2 separate regions of the Sus scrofa genome follow, and region 1 is linked to region 2. The links are chromatin contacts, called in public HiChIP or PLAC-seq maps. All regions are on one chromosome and are shown on one strand. The core of a region is the stretch at or near the end of the contact, and the rest is flanking DNA. Distances in the headings are between cores, read along the strand shown.

Region 1 (6,223 bases), core at 770-3,269, 96 kb after region 2:
CTCATGTTTCCTAGGCAAGTTTGTTTATGCTGCGCTGTGAGGAGAACTCCCTATTTTGAAATATTTTTAAAGTCAAAGTTGCAAAGATAGTACAGGGGGTTTCCATGTGCCCCTTCCCCATTTCTCTCCATTGGTAACACCACAGTGCATTGTCAAAACTAAGAAGCTGGCACTTGTACATTACTTGGGCTAAATCCCATACTTTATGGGCTTCATCCATTGATGTCCCTTTTCTATTCTAGAATCTGTTTCAGGATACCACATTGCATTTAGTGGATATATCTCCCTAATCTCTGTGACAGTTTCTTAGTCTTGTTCTTCATGACCTTGACAGTCTTTGGGAGTATTGGCCATGTGTCCTGTAGCATATCCCCCAATCTGAATTTGTCTGATTTTTTTCCTCATTCTTAGACTGAGCTTGTACGGTTTTGGGAAAAAATACCACACAGGCAGGACATGGCCTTCTCATCACATCCTATTGAGTATGTGATAGCCATATGATATTGCTGATAAAACTTTCATCACTGGTTAAGGTAGTATTTGCCAGGTTTCTTCACTGTTTTCTCTTTCCCTATTTGAAAGCAAGTCAGTAAAGTCTAGCCCATCCTTAATGGGGTTGGTAGAAATTAAGCCTCTGTGAGGAAATTCTTATTGAATAAGTACTCGTGTATTTATTTTATAGTTGGGATATAATTCAAATCTACATTATTTTTATTGCTCAAATTGTCCCAACTTTTTTTGTTTTGTTTACTCCAGCTCTGGACATTGGGAGCTCTATCAGGTGGACTTCTGTGTCCATTTGATATGTCTACATCCTTTTACTTTTTTGAGCATTTTCTTACTTTCTGATACGCAAGTTGCTTTAGGCCCATCTATATTTTGCCTAACACAGCTTGAGGTCAGCCATTTCTCCAAGGAGGCTTTGTTCATTTTATTGGAGAGTATGCTTAAAAGCCAAGACCTAGCTCCAACATTTTACATTCAGTTAATATTAACTTGTGTCTAGAATGATTGAATCTGGATTGTGGCCCCTTCTGAAATTACTGACAGCCTTTCCAATTTCCTGTCAACCTATGGATTTACTTCCCTTCCTACCTAAGAGTCCTTGGTTGATTGTTTATACTACAGCTACAAACATTCTTGATTATTTTTGTACATTTGACTTCCTGTGTCAGCATTGACAGTCACTCAGCCATTTGATTTCCTCATGTAGCCATTAGCAATATTACATTTTAACATTTAACTTTATTAGGGTTTTTTGGGGGGTGGTTATTTTTTGGCTTGGCAGCCCTAAGTGAGCCTTTAAAAGTTGTGTCAACTATTCAGTCAATAAACATTTATTAAGCCTTTACTATGTACTAGGTTGTGGATAAAAAATAAAACAAGGCAGGAGTTCCCGTCGTGGCTCAGTGGTTAACGAATCCGACTAGGAACCATGAGGTTGTGGGTTTGATCCCTGGCCTTGCTCAGTGGGTTAGGGATCTGGCATTGCCCTGAGCTGTGGTGTAGGTCATAGACACAGCTCAGATATCCCCTGTTGCTGTGGCTCTGGCATAGGCTGGCAGCTAGAGCTCTGATTGGACCCCTAGCCTGGGAATATCCTTATGCCGCTGGCACAGCCCAAAAAAAAAACAAAAAAATAAATAAAAAATAAAACAAGACAGGCCCTGCTATCAAGTAGTTCAGAGTCTGGCAAGTGAGACATACCATTAATTGCAGGTTTCCCAATCCTGACCCCATTTCTCAGCAGATGATTTTCTTCCAATTTCATAGAGAAAATGGAAGCATCAATTTCCTCAAACTTTCTTCTAACAAAGATCTATTTATTCACCAATACCAATTTACCCCTTCTATCTTTTTAGAGAAATATTTTGCTTTTGCAAGGCCAACCCTGCCACTTGTGCTCTCAACCTTATTTCCTTTGACTTCTTTTTGTTCTTGCTTTTTCTTTTTTTTAGGGCTGAATGTGCAGCGTATGGAAGTTCCCAGCTAGAGGTCAAATGGGAGTTGCAACTGCCGGCTTGCACCACAACCACAGCAACGCAGTATCCGAGCCTCATCTAACCTACCCCACAGCTCCTGGCAGCTCCAGATCTTTAACGCACTGAGTGAGGCCAGGGATCGAACCACATTCTCTTGCATACTAGTCAGGTTTGCTACTGCCCAGCCGCAACCCCTTTTTGTTCTTTATTTCGATAGCTTTTTTTTTCTCCTTTTATCTCCAGTCTCTCCTTGATTCCCTTTTGTTGACCTATGAGCGTGTTTGAGGTCAGCCTCCCTGCTGCTCCTCCCCCATTTTGAAAAACCCCTGCTTCCTCTTCAAGCTGCTGATCTAACCCTTTCATTTCCAAAGTTAGTGAAAGTAGTTTATGTTTAACTTTTCTCCTGTACTCACCCCTCAGGCCGCTTTGTTCAGCACCCAGTGTTTGGGTTTTGGTTTTTTTTTGTTTTTTTCTTGTGTTTCAGGGTCACACCCACTGCATACGCCTGCTGCATATGGAAGTTCCCAGGCTAGGGATCAAATCTGAGCTACAGCTGCTGGCCTATAGCCACAACAACATGGGGTTCGAGCCATGTCTTCGACCTACACCACACTCACAGCGACACCGAATCCTTAACCCACTGAGCAAGGCCAGGGATCGAACCCGCATCCTCATGGATACTAGTCAGATTCGTTTCCACTGCGCCATGACAGGAATTCCTAAATTCTTTCTTAATACCAGTGCCCTGGTTGCCTGCTCCAGTGCTCTTTTCAGTCCTTAGCTTATTAGACCTCTCTGCCACAACGTGCATCTTGGTGCTTTCTTCCATGGAATGTGAGACTGAGGCACTCACACTTGTGGTTCTCCTTCGACCTTTCTGCCTACTTGCTTCATTCTCCTCCGTAGCCACTTCCTCCTCTGTTCCTGAAATAATGGTATTCCCCATCCTGGGTCTTTTCCTCACTCTGCCTTTCACCCCTAAACAAGTTGCACCCACTCTTTAGCTATTGCATACATGATGGTAACTCCCAAATCAAAACCCTTCACTTTTTTTTCAACCTGATACCCTGCTGAGTGGACATTTTCATCTGGGTGTCCCACAGATAACTCAAACTCAACATGTAAGAAAGGGAAATAATCCTTTGTGTTTCTTACCTCACTTAGCAGTAATGACTACCCCTTGATCACTTACATGTGAAACCCAGAATCACTTTTTAATTCTCCCCTTTATCTACCAACATTCATTTGATTACCGATTCTGTCACTATTACCGATACAGTATATCGCAATTCCCTCCCCCCTTTATTTTTATTTCCACCATCCTGGTACTCACCCTGATACAGTATATCTCAATTTTCCCCCCCTTTATTTTTGTTTCCACTGTCCTGGTACTCACCCTGGCTACTGCTTAGGTCTTATAACTGATCTCCCAGTCTCCCTGAGCCCCAGTCATCCATCTTCCACGTTGCCATTTGACCATTGTCTAAAATCTTTGGCTTTTAAGAAGAGTCTGGGAGTTCCCGTCATGGCTCAGTGGAAACAAATCCAACTAGTATCCACAAGGATGCAAACACACAGACCTTTTGTTCATACTTTTATTATTTTTTTCTACTTACTTTTTTAATATTTTTATTGTTTTCAACTTTTTAAATATTTTTTTCAAAGCTGATTTTACTTTTTAAAATATATATATAAATTTTATTGGAATATAGGTGACTTACAATGTATTAGTTTCAGGTGTACAGCAAACTGAATCAGCCATACAAATACATGTAGATCCATTCTTTTTCAGATTCTTTCCCCATATAGGCCATCACAGAGTAGTGAATAGATTTCCCCAAGCTATCTAGCAGGTTCTTGTTACCAATCGATTACATATATAGTAGTTTGTATATGCCAATCCCAACTTCCTAATCCATCCCTCCCCCGAACTTTTCACCTTTGGTAACCATAAGTTGGTTTCAAAATCTTTGAGTCTGTTTCTGTTTTATGAAAGCTATTTTGAACATTTTTTATTAGTTTATACATATTAGTGATGTCAATATATATGCGTACCTTTATTTTTGCTTCTTCTTTTTTTTTTTTTTTTCTCTTTTTGCCAGTCCTGTGCCATGCAGAAGTTCCTGGGCCAGGGATCCAATGTTCACCCAAGCTGTAACCAGAGCCCAGCAGTGACAACATTGGATCCTCAACCCACGGAGCCATGAGAGAATTCCAGGAACTCCTGCTGCCTTTTTCCTGATGTTCCCTTGGCCTACAATAATCACCCTCCTTTTATTTGTTTTCAATGTGTTTACCTCTGAGACAGTTTTTTTAATTTTAATTTTTATTTATTTTTGCATATCTATTTTTAAAATTATAGTTGATTTACAATGTTTCTTTAATCTCTGTGGTATAGCAAAGTGACCCAATCACACACAGTTCCCTCCGTATTCTGTACTAATGTTTATTTTTTGGCTGCACCCATGGCATATGGAGTTTCCCAGGCCAGTGGTCAAATCTGAGCTACACCACAGCTACGGCAGTGCTTGATCCTTAACCCACTGTGCTGGGCGGGGATTGAAAGTTTTATCTCCTCATCTACCCAAGCTGCTGCAGTCAGTTTCTTTTTTTTTTTTTTTTTTTAACATTACAATAGAAAGAAACTTTAATTTTTTTTTCTGAGAAATTATGACAAAGCATTCATCTCTGTAGCACACAAGCATTATGTATACTCGGAAACTAAGAATATTTTGAAGACAGCCTAAAACTCTAAAATTTTGTTTTGATGGTTAGACTTGTTATTTATTGCAGTCAGTTTCTTAACCCACTGCACCATAGCGGGAACTCTGGACCATCGCAGACTTTATTTATTTTGTCTTTTTAGGGCCACACCCGTGGCATATGGAGGTTCCAGGCTAGCGGTCTAATCGGAGCTACAGCTGCCAGCCTACACCGCAGCTCACAGCAATGCCAGGTCCTTAACCCACTGAGCAAGGCTAGGGATGGAACACTCATCCTCACGGATACTAGTCGGGTTTGTTACCACTGAGCCACGATGGGAACTTCCACTGCAGACTTTAATCAGGGGATCCTAATGAAGAATTTTGTGTATATGGAATCCAGGAAGCCTTTCTTCCTACACTGAAGTTCTTTCTCAGGGCCTTCCTAATCCCCCAGTTCTCAAATCCTTACCCATTCTCTCACCATCTCAACTCTAAACTACACTTGCCCAGAGCAGGTAAAGTTGCCAGAAACCTGGCTGGAATGTTTCTTTTCTTTTCTTTTTTGGCCATGCCCACATCATGCAGAAGATCAAAACCACTCCACAGCAGTGACCAGAGCCATGGCAGTACAGCACCAGGTCCTTAACCCACTGAGCCATCAGGGAACTCCCATCTATCTTGAGGGTAGTTATCCAAGGCTTTGGTAAATGAAGAGACTGCCTTTCTGCCCGAATCCTTAACTTGATATCCTCTGGAGGAGTCTCCCGAGATGCTCCTGATACAGAAGCTGTTTTAGGAAGTTCCTCTGTGGGACAGTGGGTTAAGGATCTGGCATTTCTGCTATGGTGTGGGCTTGATTCCTGTCCTGGGAACTTCCACATGCCTTGGGTGCAGCCAAAAAAATAGATATTTTTTTCCTTTAACTCCTCCCCCGGTCCCAGATTTACCTGACCTGGAACTGATGAAGGAAAATAGCTGTAACTAAGGACGACATGCTACCTCTGGACTCCTCAAAGGGCCCAGGTAGGGATGGGCAGCTATCCGTCTGTCCATAGCTCCAATCATTCCTCTAGCTGCTACTTCACACTGTGGAGCTTTTATTCCCTCCTTCTTTCATGCAAGCCTCCCAAGAGAAAGGCTCCAGGGTCGAAGAGGACTCAGACTCTCATAACTGATCTAGGCCAGACCATTCCCAGAAAGGGTATCCAGGCAGCCACCAGGGGAACAGAAGCTAGGGAAACAGGGAACTGGTCTCCTCTGGCTCTAATTCCCATGGGAGCAGGCTGCTCCCAGGTGTGGAAATGACCAGTCACTGTAGTTTCTTATTCTGGGCAGTCGTCTGGAGGAGCTGGACTCCAGTCTTTCAATTGCAGCACAAGCTATAGACCTCTCTCCTTCCATCTCCATGCTGACATTCCCTCTACACATCCTGTGCCCTCCCTTCGCATTTTATAGTTCCTGCAGCTTGAGAGATATTGGAGATGTGCTATGGCCATTAGTCCTCAGAGGAGGCCCTTTCTGCCCCCTCAGTGTGTC
Region 2 (5,634 bases), core at 840-3,339:
CCAGTCCACAGCCACAGCCACATGGGATCTGAGCCCCATCTGCAACCTATACCACAGGTCACTATATGACAACACCGGATCCTCAACTGACTGATTGAGGCCAGGGATCGAACCCTCAGCCTCATGGTTCCTAATCAGGTTCATTAACCACTGGGCCACGAGGGGAAATCCCCGGGAGTTCTGTGACTGCTCCACCTTTCTACCTGAAACGTTCCCTCCAAGAGAGTTATTCCTGGGTCAGAAAACAAGGGGCTCCAGAATGTTAATGGACAGAAGATTCACCTGAGAAACTTGTTAAAATGCAAATTTGGGGGCAGAGCTCTGAGGCTGTGGTTCCAAAAAGACCCAGGTGATACTGCACAGACAACACTGAGTATCTCCCCCGCTTAAATAGCTTACTGTCACTTGGGAATTCACAGAAAACTTAAAAAGCAGTGGAATTCCTGTGTGGCTCATCGAGCTATGGATCTGGCCTCGTCACTGCTGTGGCTCTGGTCACTGCTGTGGGGCAGGTTTGATCCTTGGCCTGGGAGTTTCCTCATGCCATGGGCACAGCAAGAAAGAGAGGGAGGGAGTTCCCGTCGTGGTTCAGTGGTCACAAACCTGACTAGGATCCATGAGAATGCTGGTTTGATCCCCGGCCTTGCTCATTGGGTTAAAGGATCCGTCGCTGCCATGAGCTGTCCTGAAGGTCACAGACACTGCTCGGATCTGGCCAGCAGCTACAGCTCCCATTTGACTCTTGGACTGGGAACTTCCATATGACACACCTGTGGCCGTAAAAAAAACAAAAGGGAGAAAGAGAAAAAGAAAGCAGAATGTAAAAACTGGGGGTAGTTTGGAGAAATTGGCTGGGAAAATTCTCCTTGAGAGGGAGAAGCAGTAGAGGTTTCAAGGAAAAGTGGTTGTCCGTAACTCTGACAGATTGATGGAGTGCAGTGAAAGCCACTAACAAATTCTTTGTTTGTATCTTTTATTTATTTATTTATTTTGTATTTTTATCTTTTTAGGGCCGCACCCACAGCATATGGAGGTTCCCAGGCTACGGGTCTAATCAGAGCTGTTGCCACTGGCCAGGAATCAAACCTGTGGTTCCTAGTCGAATTCACATCTGCTGTGCTACAACGTGAAATTCTCTTTTATTTATTAAAAAAATTTATTTTGTCTTTTTAGCATCGCACCTGCTGCATATGGAAGTTCCCAGGCTAGGAGTTTAATCAGAGCTGCAGCCGCTGGCCTAGGCCACAGCCACAGCAACGAGGGATCGGAGCCGAGTCTGCGACCTACACCACAGCTCAGGGCAACGCCGGATCCTTAACCCACTGAGCGAGGCCAGGGATTGAACCCTGAAACCTCATGGTTCCTAGTCGGATTTGTTAACCACTCAGCCACAATGGGAACTCCAGCTCACTGGATACTTAACCCACTGAGTGAGGCCAGGGATGAACCTTTGTTCTCATGGATACTGGTCAGATTCATTTCCACTGAGCCATACTGGGAACTCCATTTTGTTTGTATCTTAGCCATGAAACCATCCAAACTGATACCCCAAGAGCTCATTATAGCCTGGGCCTGCAGCTTCCTCCCTCCCTTCAATAAAGGCTGATTTTCAGGGAGTTCCCGTCATGGCTCAGTGGTTAAGGAAAACGACTAGGAACCATGAGGCTGAGGGTTTGATCCCTGGCCTCCCTCAGTGGGTTAAGGATCCAGCGTTGCCCTGAGCTGTGGTGTAGGTTGCAGACACGGCTCAGATCCCGCGTTGCTGTGGCTCTGGCGTAGGCTGGCAGCTACAGCTCCGATTAGACCCCTAGCCTGGGAATCTCGTGTGGCCCCAGGGGAGATTTAAAAAAAAAAGCCTGATTTTCATCATCAGATCGTGTTATAATTATCAGTTAGGGGTCTGCCTCTTACCCTGTAATGTCACCTGGACAGAAGGAACAGTTCTCTGTGTATTCATACTCCGCCTCCCCCGTACAGCTTATTTAACATTTGCCGAACGGTTTTTCACAATTGGCAGATTCTTGGGAGACTTAAGTCCGGGCCTAGCGCACTCTCCACTAACTTCACCAGGGGGCGCGGCGGCCCCAGCGACACAGTGACTGTGACCCAACGCCCCGGGGGCGCAGAGCTCTTAGCGGGCGGTCTCCACTGGGGCCCCTCCCTACGACCTGGGCAGGAAACCGAGGCAGTGCTCAGGACGCTCTCTGAAACTTTCCAGTGGATGCCCCACTTTGGAAGGCGGGAGGATCGCGGGAGCCTGGGTGCCTGGACCTTGGCCCGCCGCCCCTTCCCGGGCGCGCCGAAGCCCGGCGCCCCAGCCCGGGGCCCGTAACCAGGCGCACATGGCCCGCCCGGCCCTGTTTGTCCTGGCAGCGCGCCGCCGCTATTTGAGGCGGTTTTTATCTCCCAGAAACCAGCAAAACCCCAAGCGGAGTCTAGAGAAGATGAAAGGGACCGAGGGGCGGGGGAGGGGGGGACTGCGAGGCTGCGGCGGGCGGGAACTGGCACCGGACAGGCGGAGACCCGGGAGGCGAGAGGGCTAGGCCCTGGGGGGTCCCGGGGAGCCGGCCCCGCGGGACGGCGGCCGAGCCCGGGGGTCCACTTCGGGCCGCCCCCACTCGAAGCCCAGCTCCCCGGCGTCCCCCGCCCTCTCCCAGTCCCTCTTCCGCCGCGGCCCCCGGCCAGCCTGAGAGTCCTCGGAACTCGGATCCTTCTTCAAAGCACCTTTGAAGCCCCGCGCCCCGCGGGAGGGCAGGCGGTTTCGCACCTGGAGCGGGGCGGGTGGGGGAGGGGGCCGCCAGGGACCCACTGACCCCTCCCCCGCTCCAGCGCCTCCGCCGAGCCCGCGAGGGGCACCGGCGGACCCGGGCGCCGCCTGCAGTCGGGCCCAGGCTAAGGGAGCAGCCCGTGCGCCCCTCCGCCCGGCGGGGGAGCCCTAGGGGGCGGGGGCCGCACAAAGCCCTATTGTGGCTGGGGGCTGGCCGCCACAGAGTGGCTTTTGTTCCTCTGCTAACTCCGTGGCGGGCACGACTGATTGCAGGCCCGGGGCCGGGGGCGGGTTACGTGCCAGGAGGGTCTGCCCGCGGGAGCCGCACCTCGCCCGGCCCGGGCGGCGCGGTGGTCCGCACGGCGACAGCGGGGTCCGCGGTCGGCCCTTCCGCTGCCCCGGCCAGGTCCGCAGGTACCGAGCCCGAGGAAGAGCCGGGGAAGAAACCTCCCTACCCTCGCAGAGAGCTCTGGGCTGTCAAATACTGAACTCCGCCGCGGGACCGGGCTGCCCAAGTTTTCTACCCGCGGCATAAGATGCAAACCGGCGCGACGCAATGCCCGCGGGGACTCCCCAGTTTGCCAAGGAGAAATCCTGTGGCTGACCCTTCTCCCCTCCTCTTCCTCTTTTCTCACCAGGTTAAAATTTAAAATCGAACTTTTATTTATTAAATAAAACAAAAAAAGACTCCATGAGGGCATGATCCCTTCCCTTCCACCACTTTACCCTCTCCCCAAGCTCCAGCGGCTTTAACCCTTTAACTTGGGGCCTTGAGGGAGGAAGAGATAGAAAAGGAGGATCCAAAGTCACAGGAAAGGCATTCAAAGGCACGAAGCGGCTTTAAAAGTCACTGGAGGTGGAGTTGGAAGCATCAGAAGTCCCAGGTTGGGGGCCTGTGGACGCACCCCCAAGTCAGCTTGGGGACCTCTAGCTGACTAAATTCTTCTTTCTCATGGCTTCTAGGCACCAGCCTAACACAGTGCCTTGCACAGAGTAGGCGCTCAATAAATACTTGATTTACTTGACCTGATCCCAGAGACAGCCTTCCCCACCTATTCTTCAGGAGAGGCACCTCCAAGCCAATGTCCTCCTCCGGTTAGGTGGGCTTCCCCAAAGAGCATTTCTAAAATGGCAGCTGCAAGCTCTCCGTTACCATGGCAACGAGGGATTAGCCTGATGGGGTCACGGTGTCAGGGGAGGGGCAGTGGAAGAACCTGCTCTGGGGTCAAGGGAGCTGGGGTACATTCCAGTCCTCCCCTCCATAGGACTTGAGGTTTCACAGCTTCTGGGCGGGGCTAGAAATATTTAGGGATCCCTTAAGTGGGAGATACCCCATCAACTCTTTAACAGAGATCTAGCTAATCAAACCTATTAGCAGAGATTCCATTAAGAGAAACACCATTAACTGAGACCCTGAAGATAGAAATGCTATTAACAGGATCTCCACTATCACTTTTTCTAGACAGAGATGCATTTGGTTAAAATTTCCATAGCAGAAATGGACCCCCTTCCCTCCCCAGCTCACTCTACCTGACCTGTCATCATAACTTATGATAAATAGAATTATTATTATTACTATTCATTTCTCTTGGAATATAGGGGTTAAATATACAGGCCTGGGGGCAGCCTCCCTGACCCTGGGGTCACCCCATCTTTGGGATCAGATCCCCACTGGTCTGCCCCCCTCTTGGCACCCTGCTCCCTGCCAGGTCACTTACCCCAATCCCCCAACTCTGGTCCCTAATGAAGAGGCCACCAGGGGGCAATAAATTATCATCATCATCATCATTGTGTTTGAAAAAAGGAAGAACGCTCTGGAGCATGGAAGGCAGTGGACTTCGAAGTTGGGAAGAGTGGAGCCTGGAAGCTAAGGGATAGTGGTAAATAAGCCTGGGAAACAGAAAGGATGCGGGTTAAGGAGTTCGTGAGATGGAGAAAGAAACCGTTGGGAGCCCAAATGGAGGGAAGGTGACTTGGTGTGGTCAGAGCAGAGGAGAGAGAAAGAGTGGCGATGGGGAAAGAGCTTGGGAAGGCACGAGGTGAGGGCCTGAGAGCAGTTTGCGGAACTGCGGAATGGGCTCGGGGCAAGGGGAGGAAGTGAGCTGGGGCAGCGTACAGGGAGACCCCCAGGCCCAAAAGGGCCAGAGAAGAGGCAGAGAGAGTCCTGAGGGGCAGCATGCGTGGGGCAGAGGAGATGAGGGGCAAGCAGTGGTCCACAGAGCCAGGAGGGGCTGGCAAGGCAGCCCGGGGGGCTGGAGACCTCCACCGGGCTCAGATCTCCAGCAGGTTACTCTGATCTGGGCTGCCTTCAGGGGCTTTCTCTGGGGGTGCCGGCGAGGCCGCAGGTCGGGGCGTCTGGCTGGCCTCCTCTTCCCCGGCGGCGCTGCGGCCCTCGCCCAGCTCCTTGGGGCCGCTGGGAGGGGGGCCTGGGCCCGGCTCGCCGTGGGTGCGTTGGTGTTTGCTCAGGTGGTCGCTTCGGGTAAAGCGCTTGGAGCAGAGCAGGCAGGTGAACTTCTTCTCCCGGGTATGAGTGCGCACGTGGCGCTCCAGCTCGTCCGAACGCGTGAACCTTTTGCCGCAGAAGAGCCAGTTGCAGACGAAGGGCCTCTCGCCCGTGTGCCAGCGCAAGTGGGCCTTCAGATGCGAGGCCTTGCCGTACACCTTGCCGCAGCCGGGGATGTGGCAGCTGTGGATCGGCTTCTTCCGCAGCCCGGCCGCTGCCGCCCCCAGGCGCTCTAGCTCCTGGCAGTTGGGGCAGTCGCAGGAGGAGCGCCCGGCTCCACTGCCGCCGTAGCCAGCACTGCCCCCTGTGCCTGCACCGCGAGGGGGTTTGGCTCCACCACTACCCTCCAGCTGCCCGCTGTTGC

What was found. HiChIP or PLAC-seq counts read pairs in DNA pulled down with a chosen protein or histone mark.
Region 1: a contact with region 2 is called in an H3K27ac HiChIP or PLAC-seq map of alveolar macrophages. The contact joins two enhancer-like sites. A contact is called at or near these places in 3 of 47 Hi-C or Micro-C datasets (alveolar macrophages, embryonic fibroblasts and spleen) and 2 of 2 datasets of contacts at active chromatin or transcription factors (alveolar macrophages and skeletal muscle).

The regions. Positions count from the first base shown.
Region 1 is chr5:18,635,277-18,641,499 of Sscrofa11.1, forward strand. No RefSeq gene overlaps it. Among named protein-coding and RNA genes, the nearest start is that of AMHR2, 4.4 kb to the right of the region's middle. Within about 2 kb of position 2,020, at least 13 of the 83 cell types and tissues checked have an H3K27ac peak or open chromatin away from gene starts, as enhancers often do. A contact at or near this core is called in alveolar macrophages and spleen, where this site is marked.
Region 2 is chr5:18,539,497-18,545,130 of Sscrofa11.1, forward strand. It overlaps SP7 (transcription factor Sp7), which reads right to left. Exons shown (of 5, transcript XM_021091715.1): 5 at 1,872-5,634. The coding sequence ends at 5,039. Among named protein-coding and RNA genes, the nearest start is that of AAAS, 4.5 kb to the left of the region's middle. Within about 2 kb of position 2,090, at least 39 of the 83 cell types and tissues checked have an H3K27ac peak or open chromatin away from gene starts, as enhancers often do. A contact at or near this core is called in alveolar macrophages and spleen, where this site is marked.